Linked DNA regions of Oryctolagus cuniculus: regions 2 and 3 are each linked to region 1. Evidence: chromatin contacts called from public Micro-C data. All regions are on one chromosome and are shown on one strand. Each heading gives the region's core, a stretch centred on a gene start, on an enhancer-like site or on the middle of the called end of the contact. The rest is flanking DNA. Distances are from core to core; before and after follow the strand shown. Region 1 holds the start of TRIP10 (thyroid hormone receptor interactor 10). Region 2 holds the start of SLC25A23 (solute carrier family 25 member 23). Region 3 holds the start of ALKBH7 (alkB homolog 7).

What was found. A called contact is a pair of places that touch in the nucleus more often than the background predicts.
Region 2: a contact with region 1 is called in a Micro-C map of ear pinna, with 5 times the contacts expected there. The contact joins the promoter of SLC25A23 here to the promoter of TRIP10 in region 1. A contact is called at or near these places in 2 of 6 Hi-C or Micro-C datasets (ear pinna and psoas muscle).
Region 3: a contact with region 1 is called in a Micro-C map of ear pinna, with 4 times the contacts expected there. The contact joins the promoter of ALKBH7 here to the promoter of TRIP10 in region 1. A contact is called at or near these places in 2 of 6 Hi-C or Micro-C datasets (ear pinna and an unstated tissue).

The regions. Positions count from the first base shown.
Region 1 is chr16:60,900,875-60,903,908 of mOryCun1.1, forward strand. It overlaps TRIP10 (thyroid hormone receptor interactor 10), which reads left to right and starts at 1,676. Exons shown (of 14, transcript XM_051829292.1): 1 at 1,676-2,047. The coding sequence starts at 1,691. GPR108 (G protein-coupled receptor 108) reads right to left here and starts at 2,880. Exons shown (of 18, transcript XM_070058778.1): 1 at 2,318-2,880; 2 at 762-881.
Region 2 is chr16:60,755,284-60,758,633 of mOryCun1.1, forward strand. SLC25A23 (solute carrier family 25 member 23) reads right to left here and starts at 1,795. Exons shown (of 11, transcript XM_051828999.2): 1 at 1,403-1,795; 2 at 402-528. The coding sequence starts at 1,558. It overlaps CRB3 (crumbs cell polarity complex component 3), which reads left to right and starts at 2,016. Exons shown (of 9, transcript XM_070058765.1): 1 at 2,016-2,428; 2 at 2,561-2,655; 3 at 2,967-3,128; 4 at 3,256-3,350.
Region 3 is chr16:60,696,437-60,699,656 of mOryCun1.1, forward strand. ALKBH7 (alkB homolog 7) reads left to right here and starts at 1,883. Exons shown (of 4, transcript XM_070058760.1): 1 at 1,883-2,762. The coding sequence starts at 2,559. CLPP (caseinolytic mitochondrial matrix peptidase proteolytic subunit) reads left to right here. Exons shown (of 7, transcript XR_011382826.1): 6 at 64-291; 7 at 695-927. It overlaps LOC138845627 (a long non-coding RNA gene), which reads right to left and starts at 2,313. Exons shown (of 2, transcript XR_011382828.1): 1 at 2,174-2,313; 2 at 1,495-1,885.

The sequences.
Region 1 (3,034 bases), core at 426-2,925:
TGGGGGCTGTGCTGGTGTGTGTGTGTATTGGCGTATGTACGTGACTTGGGGCTGTGTTGGCGTATATGTGCGTGTTGGTGTGTGTATGTGCCTTGGGGGCTGTGTTGGCATGTGTACGTGACTTGGGGGCTGTGTTGGCGTGTGTGTGCATGTTGGTGTGTGTATGTGGCTTGGTGGGCTGTGCTGGTGCGTGTTGGTGTGTGTGCGTGCCTTGGGGGCTGTGTTGGCGTGTGTGTGCATATTGGCGTGTGTATGTGGCTTGGTGGGCTGTGTTGGCGTATATGTGCGTGTTGGCGTGTGTATGTGGCTTGGTGGGCTGTGCTGGTGCGTGTTGGCGTGTGTGCGTGCCTTGGGGGCTGTGTTGGCGTGTGTGCGTGACTTGGGGGCTGTGTTGGCGTGTGTGTGCATGTTGGTGTGTGCATGTGGCTTGGTGGGCTGTGCTGGTGCGTGTTGGTGTGTGTGCGTGTCTTGGGGGCTGTGCTGGTGTGTGTGTGTATTGGCGTATGTACGTGACTTGGGGCTGTGTTGGCGTATATGTGCGTGTTGGTGTGTGTATGTGCCTTGGGGGCTGTGTTGGCATGTGTACGTGACTTGGGGGCTGTGTTAGCGTGTGTGTGCATACTGGTGTGTGTATGTGGCTTGGTGGGCTGTGCTGGTGCGTGTTGGCGTGTGTGCGTGCCTTGGGGGCTGTGTTGGCGTGTGTGCATGCCAGGCGTGCTCTGGAGCGTGGCACCTGCTTCCTCCTCGGGCAAGCTCCTCACCAGCGGGGACCTCTCTCCCGTCTCCTCCAGGCCCAGCCGCAGGAGGCTCAGCTCCACCTCCAGGGAGCCGTTGGTGTAGAAGCCGAAGCTGTTCAGCTGGATGTCCGCTCGCTTCTCCCCCTGCCGGAGACCAGGGAGGCAGCTCAGACTTCCGCTTCCCGCCTGCCACGGGGCTCTGGGCCCCAGTGCTTAGACAGCCCGGGAGCGAGTCAGGAGAGGCCGTGCCGGGGGACCGAGGACAGCGTGGCCCTGGATGCCCTGAGCGCGGACCTGAGCGTCCAGGAGGACAATCGGGGGGCGCCTGGACGCCCCCCGCTGCGGAACGAGCCCGGGACCCCAGGCAGCGTCCAGGGACCCCCACCCCCTCGGTCCTCGAGCGGCGCCAGGGCTCCCCAGCGTCTCCAAAGCGGCCACAGGAATTTAAAGGGCTAAGAGCCGGGGGAGGGGGGGGTCCCAGGAGATGGCGCCCCCCGCCCCCCACCATCCCGGCGGGGCCGGCCAGGCAGCTCCATCCGCAGGGAGAGAGGGGGATCTCGGGACGGGACCACTCGCCCGGCAGTGGGGGGCGCCGGGCCGCTCCATCCCGCAGAAGGTGCGGGGGAGGTCGGACGAGACCACTTAAGCCGGGGGCTTCTCTGGGACAGCCTCGCGCCCCCCGCCCCCGACCGTCCCGCGGCGGGCCTCACCGTCAGCGCCAGCCGGTGGATGCGCCCGGAGCAGCTGCCCCACAGCAGCAGCAGCAGGAGCCCCTGCCCCCACTCCGCGGGGCTCCCGCGGCCGAGCCCCCTCCTCTCGCTCCCTGCCATCTCTGGAGCTGCCGCCTCCCCTGACACCGCCTCTGACGCCCCCAGGCCCGCCTCCGGGGGAGCCAATCGCCGCACGGTGGGGCCAGGCTCTCCGGACTTTCCAGCCCGTTGAACCAATCATCGATGGCCTCTTCTCAAACCCGCGCCTACGTGACACCAGACGGACAGCACCAGTTCCGAATGGAAGACGTGATACCACGTAGCCCCGCCCCCACGCTCACCAATCACCAGAAAGATCGTCCCGGATATAGCATGATAAGCAGTCCGCCTAACCAATTAGAGCGCAGCTGGCATCCTGCTCTTGAAGCGGAATTCCTCCACCTAACTCTTAACGGTCTAAGACTACACTACCCAGAATGCAGCCAGGAACAGACGAGGGCCACCGAGCACCCAGAAACTACATTTCCCAGCACGCCCCAAGGTCGGACTTCCGCTTCTCACCCTGTGGGACGTGGCTCCCGGCCAGAGCTCTGGCTCTTGGTAAACACACGCAGTCTGTTGAGGCCTGTCCCGTTCTCCTAATCTTCCTGGTCCACGGAGGTTACATCGCGACCCGAGGATGACCTGTGACCTATGACCTCCGCCTCCGCCTCCGCACGAGGACACTGGAGGCTCACTCCGGATCCCCGACGGTTTCCCCTAGCTGCAGCCGGACCCCGAGTTCAGCCTAAAACCTTGGCTCTTCCCCCGCCCCGCCCCGCCCCGCCCAGCCTTTGGGGCTGAGACCCCCGCCCCAACCGTGGTGCTGACCTGGGCTGGGTGTCCCACCAGAGCCGAGCCCCGGTCTCACACGGAGCCGCGAAACCAACCCACCGGGTGCAGCCGCCGGCAGGTGTCCCTGCGCCCTCCGGTCCCTCTGGGGCCCAGACCCCACCCCTGCAGCTCCAGAGAAGGCAGGAGCTGGGGGCCGGGGGCCCGCAGGGCCGCTCCCTTTTATCCTGGCGCCTCGAGGGGACTTACGAGATGCGGACCCTTCTAGGGGGGGGAGGGCGCGGGCGTCCGGGACTCTCGGGGGCCTCGGTGGGCGAAGCTGGACAGTGGGCAGGTGCAGGCAGACTCGGGCCGGAGGGAAAAGCCTGGGCCCCGCGTCCCAAGGACAGCCCGTCCTCGGGTTCCCCTGGGGAGGGAAGGCAGGATGCGGTGGGGGCGCTAATGGACCTGGCAGGATCGAAGTCCTCCATCCGCCCTGCGGCCGGAGGGACCTGACCATTAGTGGGACGAACGTCCACGCCTGGAGCCGGGCCGGGGTGACCTCGGGTTCTGCCTGCAGCACCGTGCAGGGACGACTTCTCGGGCTTGGGGCTTTTCCTGTCCGGGTCCTTTAAGGAACGATCGAAAGGAAAGGCCCGTCTGGGGCGGGGGAGGGGCGTGGTGGGTGGAGAGGGGCCCTCGGGGATTTGAAAATGGGCGGGGGTCCTTTTAAGAGGGGGCGTGGCGCCCTTTGGGCCCCGCCTCCCCGGGCCCCGC
Region 2 (3,350 bases), core at 545-3,044, 150 kb before region 1:
GGGATCAGAGATGTGGGCTGTGTGGTATCAGGGTGTGTGTGCGCGGGAGCGTGGTCCTCTGTCCTATGAGTGCATGAATGGATTCAGGGTCCCCACGCCGCAGGGCTCCAGGGACAGAGTGAGAACCCAAAAGATGCTATGAGGGAGGGTCTCTGTCCCACACTGGACCCAAGAGCAATGCAAGGCGAGGGAGGATAAAATTGGGGGTCCCACTCCAGGAAGGAAGAGGGGGTGGGCTGGGCTGGCTGGGCCTCGAACCACCTAGCTGGGGGGTGGGGTGGGGTGAGGAGAGCTCCCGAAATAGCCTGTGAGTCATTCAGGGACTCTAGCCCTCCCCTCGCTGCCCAGCAAGGCCAGCCCCCGCCCCCATCGCCGCGGCCCGGCCCGTGGGCCTTACTGACCGTCCTGATTTCGGTCAAGGCTGTGGAACATGAGCAGCAGGCGCTGCTCCCGCTCTTGCAGGTACTGGGAAAATTCCTCCAGGTTGAGCCCTGCATCTGGGTCAGCGTCACCCTCGGGGGAGATGGCCTGGCAGCCGGGAAGGGAAGGAGACAGACGGGGAGAGAGCTCCAGGAGACTGCCGCCTGCCGAGGGGCAAGCCGGGAGCCCCCCAGCGCCTAGAGGAAGGGCCGGGGGGGACACACCCGCTCGCCCCAGAAGCTCACTTCTTCCCGGAAGCCCAAGACCACAAGATGTGTGCTAGGTGTGTCGCCCGGCTCCAGCCAGCAAACTGAGGCCTTTCATTCAAGGTCACAGGGCTGGGAGGCGATGACCTTGGGCTCTTGTCTGCCAAGCATGTCCAGCTAGCTGCCCCTTAGCAAAGCCCGTCCACGTGGTAGCCTCAGGAGTTCCCTCTCAGAGAGTCCCTGGGCCACCGCCAGCCAGGTGGGAGTTCTGTGTAAGGGGCTGTGAAGAGACTACAGGGGCACCTGGGGCCACAGGTATGGAAGACACCTGCAAAGTGGGAGGGGGCTGGGGCTGGGGGGGGGGTTCCTGCCTCGGGCCGGCCTCCGCAGACAGCACTGGGTTCCTGCCTGGGGCACCCGGGGCAGCGAGCCAGGCCCGGGAGTGGGCAGGCCAGGCCAGGTAAACAGAGGCTGGGAGCCCAGAGGACGGCCGCGGAGGGCGTGTCTCTCCGAGGTGGGTTTGGGGCGCGGCTCCGGGAGCCCTGCAGGTCCACAGGAGGGTGTATCCCGGGCAGTGGGGCAGGGAGTTCCAGGCCCTGGGGAGGGGGGGTGCAGTCGCAGGCCAGACCCAGGGTGCAGGGTGCAGGGGGCAGGGAGAGAGCAGGAGGTCCCAGGGCCAGCCACAGGTGGTCCTGGCGGCCGGCCGCGCGTCCCCGTGCGCAGATTGGGGAAGTGGGGGAGGGTGTGTGTATGTGTGTCGTCTCAGCAGGGGGTACCTGTCGGGCGCCGAGGTCTGGGTCGCCCCCGCCCAGCCTGGCCAGTCCCTGGCGCAACTCGTGCACGTCCACGCGGCCATCCTTGTTACTGTCCAGCTCCTCGAAGAGGCGACCCCAGCGCTGCCGCCGCTCCGCGTCGCTTGCGCCCCCCCGCATGGCGCCCGCCCGGGGGGGGAGGGGAGGCCCGGCAGCGGCGGCCTCGGCGGGGGCTTGGCGGCTCCCCTCCCCCCCGGGGCCCCGCAGGGCCAGCTCCGCGGCCACGGGCAGCGCAGCCTCCGCGCGGCCCGCCGGGCTCTGGCACTTGCGGGAGGTGATAACCGCTAGCCGTCGCCGCCCGCGCCAGATCTTACGTCTCCTCCCCCGGCCCGCATTGGTGAGGTGAAAGGGGGGGGGGACGGGAAGGAGGGGGCCGAGGGCGGAGCTGGGGGCGTGGGGAGGGGAGCCTCAGCTGCTCCGGTGCTGCACAGCCGAGGGAACACCAGAGTTTCAGCCTCTGCTGCCTCAGTTTACCCACTTCTCCTTTACCCCAAGGGAACTAGCAAAGTAGATGCCCCGGGGTTGGGTTTCGTAATCTCCTTCCACCTGACCTCCTTCCTTTACTAATCCTCTTTAGGAACTAAAGTTCTCGCTTTTCCCTGACGTACGCGTGAGCCTTGCGCCATCCAGCGCTTTATCTGCCCGCTCGCGCTTATTGTATTCCCTACTGAGCCACCGAAACAGAAGATCAAAACGCGAAGCTCTCCCTCAATCCCTTCATCCCGCCCGCGCGCCTGCTTTCTCAGCCCACTCGGATCGGGAAACGGAAGATCAACACGCGGCCCGGCGGCCAAGTCGCTCTCCTATTGGCCAGAGCCGCCTGAGCGGCGCCCGCCCGCCCCTCCCCGTCCTCCCACCTGGGCGGGGCCTCCCCGCGGAGCCCGGGCAGCCTTGAACCCCGCAGCCCCAGCGCCCGCCCGGCCGTCTTAAAGGGGCCGCAGCGGGATCCAGACACCGGGCCAACCGCTTCCTCGGGACCGGCGTGAGGAGGTCTTAGCAGCGTCCGGGGCACGCCTGGGGAGCAGGGCCGGGTGTCTGCGCGCTGGGGGCGGGGCCCCACCCGGCCGCGCTCCGTGCACCTGCTGAATGTCCCGTCCTTGGCTTTCTCGGACTCACCCTTAGGAGGGAGGTCGGCCAGAAACCCTGGACCGCGAAGAGTGACCACAGTAGCCGACCCTGAGCGAGCCAGTGCGGCGCACACGCCTCGACCCTGGAAGGTAGGCGGTGCTGTCTGTCCCCAAGAAACGGGGTCCGTTACCCGTCAGCCGCCACTTTTCACCCAGGAGTTCCTCCGCCTGGGGGTGGGGGTCTTGTTATTATCCTCAGCCTTTATCCAGAGATGCAGCTGGGAGGGCACCTTTGGCTCCCTGTCTGGCCTCAGCTCCGACAGGTGTGTGCTGGGACAGGTGCGTCCCAAGCTCCCTAGCGGATGACTGCATTCACAGCTGTTTCTTGCAGGTGCTCTCCGACCTGGAGGGACGAGGATGATTCTCCCATGGCGCTCTCCCAAACAGGTGTTTTCTCACAGGTGCATCTCTGACAGGTGGGCCTCAGTATGCGCAAACCTTTGTCCTGTTGATCCTCCCCAACTCTGTGCGTCCCTGTGCGGATGTCCCCAGGTCTCCTCGTCTGGGCTCGACTCCATACAGGTGCTCCCCGTCTCGACTTCACAGGTCCTTTCACTTCACAGGTATGTTTCTCAACAGGTGTTGCTCCAGCCAACCCCCCTCTGCCGATTCCTACCCCCCACAGAAACAACCCCCCGACAAGGATGCCCCCTTCGTGGGCGAGCCATGCAGCTCGTCTTTCCAAAACAGGTGTATTCCAATCCAGACCGTGTCAGTCAGCTGTCCGATTCATTCGTCCATCCAGCCATGCTCCGTGCGGATGTGATTCAGCGCGGGTGGCTCCC
Region 3 (3,220 bases), core at 633-3,132, 200 kb before region 1:
AAGGGACACAGGGCCCGGGCCTGGCCTCTCACGCACCCGTGTGCTGCCTCCCCCGTCCCGCAGAGTCGGCCATGGAGAGGGACCGCTACATGAGCCCCATGGAGGCCCAGGAGTTCGGCATCTTGGACAAGGTCCTGGTCCACCCTCCCCAGGACGGCGAGGACGAGCCCGAGCTGGTGCAGAAGGAGCCGCCCGCGGTGCCCACGGAGCCTCCCGCCCCCACCAGCCCCTGAGCCTGTGAAACCGGCACAGAGCCCGCCACCCGAGGACCTGAGGGGCCCCACGCTGCCGGTGAGGGCAGCCCGGAGCCTGCCTGCAAGGGACTTTGCACTCCTGGCTGCCCCGACTGGCAGGCGGCCGGCCCGAGACACTGTGATTTTAAATTAAATCTTTGTGGTCTTTGCTGGGCGACTGCAGCGCCTCCCTGTGGGGCCCTGAGAAGAGGGAAAGCCACCTGCAGGGAGGGGAGAGGGTTCCGGTTTTATGGGTGGGGTCAGGGACAGCCTTGCTGAGGCGGGGAGGTGGGCCAGGGTCAGTATCTTGGGAAAGAACAGGGGGCACAGCCAGTGCAAAGGCCCTGGGGCAGGGCTGCTGGACGTGAGAGGGGAACCACGCAGAGGCCAGGGGCCATGGGAGAGAACAAATAAAAGTAGGGTTAACGAGCTCATCCTGGCCTGCTCCACTTCCAATCCAGCTCCCTGCTGTGGCCTGGGAAAGCAGTAGAGAACGGCCCAGGTGCACCCACCGGGGAGACCCAGAAGAAGCTCCTGGCTCCTAGCTTCGGGTCCCCTCAGCTATGGCTGTTGCGGCCATTTGGGGAGTGAACCAGTGGATGGAAGACCCCTCTCTCTCTCTCTCCCCCTCCTTCCCTCCAACCCCCTTTCCCAGTATCTTTGAAATAAATAAATAAATAAATCTTTTAAAAAACAACCTGACTCATTCTTGAGCAGCAAGTGGAGAACTTGGAGCTAAAGATCAGTGGGAAGCCCCTGGGTTCCAGCTGGTTTTTTGTTGTTGTTATTAGATTTTTATTTATTTATTTGAAAGAGTTACACAGAGAGAGAGAGAGGTCTTCCATCCGCTGGTTCACTCCCCAGATGGCCGCAATGGCCAGGACTGCGCCGATCCGAAGCCAGGAGCCAGGGGCTCCATCTGGGTCTCCCATGTGGGTGCAGGAGCCCAAGGACTTGGGCATCCTCCACTGCTTTCCCAGGCCACAGCAGAGAGCTGGATGGGAAGTGGAGCAGCCGGGATCCCATATGGGATGCCGGTGCTGCAGGTGGCAGCTTTACCCGCTACGCCACAGCGCCAGCCCCCAGCTGGGTTTTAAAGGCTGTGTTACAGATGGCCTGTGCGGGAGCCCGTGGGCCCCTGCCACCCATGAGAGACACCAGATGGAGCTCCAGGCGCCCGGCTTCAGCCTTGGCCCAGCCCTGGCTCTTCTCGGAGCCGTTTGTGGAGTGACCGTGGTTGGAAGAGCTCTCTCTCTGTTGCTTTGCTTTTCAAATAAATAGTTGTTTTTTTTTTTTAAATGAATTATATATAACGAATGAATTCAGGGCGTTTGGGGGGCTGTATTCATTGGTTACATTTGTTGAACTGTTCACTGTGAACACTAAATACACAGAGAAAAAGAGGACAGTGGAGCCCCGGGGGCCCATCCCGCCAGTTCAACAATCCATTCATGCCTGCTTCTGTTTAGGTTTTTTTTTTTTTTTTTTTTTTTTTTTCCATTTTTTTATTTTCAAGGCAGAGAGGGAGGAGGATCTTCCATCTACTGGTTGACTTCCCAGGCCACAGCCAGGAGCCAGGAGCTCCATCCAGGCCGCCGCGTGGGTGCAGGGTAGCTCCGGGGCTGCTTCCGATTCTCCCCGCCATCCACGCCCTAGAACAAATCCCAGGTCCTGTTTAATCTAAATATTTCATTAGGCATGCCTAAGCAACAAGGAATCGTCAAAAAAAGAGAACCACAATGACATTTTCAAACCAGAATAATATTGAGAGGGAAACGGATGCTACCTCGTTTTGACCTTTGACCCCAACTCCCGAAAAACTTGACCCACCCCATCATCGTGACCTTGACATCAGTCCTCTGACCCTCGTACCTTTGACCCCTTCAGCTCGCCCTAACTGTATCCTGCCCTTACTCTGGGGCCAACCCCATAACCCTGACCTTGGCTCAAATCCTATGACCTTGGCTCCCAGGCCAAGTCCAGTCCCGGCACCCAACACGCAGTCCCGGTGTCCACCCGCTGGGTTGGACCCTCCCACCTCTGATAAAAGAGGCGGAGTCAGGGTCTGCCGCTGACGGACTTGCTGCATAGGCAATAGCCTTAGCGGCCGCGGTCAATAGCACCAATAGCGCAGGAGAGGAGGCGGGCTCTGGAGGAAGCCAATGGCTTGAAAGGGCGAGCGAGCAGCAGCCAGTAGCCGTGAGCGAGAGGCGGGACTCCACGGAAAGCCAATCGCTGAAGAGGCCCGGCGCAGTCACAGCCAATGGCTCTGGGGAGAGGGCGTTACCCCGAGGCCCGCCGCTTTCACGACCCGGCTCCTGAGCGATGGCCGGGAGTGGGCGGCTGGCTTTGCGGACGCTGCCCGTGCCGGGCTGGGTACGGGGTTCCAGCCCCGCCGTGGTGAGCCGCTTGCGGGATGCGGCCGTGGTGCGGCCGGGCTTCCTGAGCGCAGCCGAGGAGGAGACGCTGAGCCGTGAGCTGGAGCCCGAGCTGCGCCGCCGCCGCTACGAATACGATCACTGGGACGCGGTGAGGCTGCCGGAAGGGGCGGGACCACGGCGGGGGCGGGGCCTGTCCTGGGGGCAAACCCGGGTTAGAGCGGCTGGGGCGGGGCCTGGGCTGTGGGTGGGGCCAGGCGGAATTGAGGCCGGGGACCCGGGCGGGGGCGGGGGCGGGGCCAGGGCTGGAGGCAAACACGGGTTAGGGCAGCTGAGGGCGGGGCCTGGGCTGTGGGTGGGGCCAGGGCGGGATTGAGGCCGGGATCCGGGCAGTGGCAGGGGCGGGGTCGGAGTGGCACTGGAGGCCGGATTGGGAACCGAGGGTTTGGGTCCAAGGTTAGGGGCGGAAACGGGTGTGGAGCAAGATGAGGAAGGGTCAGCGTTTAGGGGCAGAGGGGACTTCGTGGGCAGAGCCGGCACTGGGGACCGGGGATCCGAGCCGCGAGAGTGGGTTCAAAGCACTGAGGTCAGACCCGGTTGCGCCCGGGG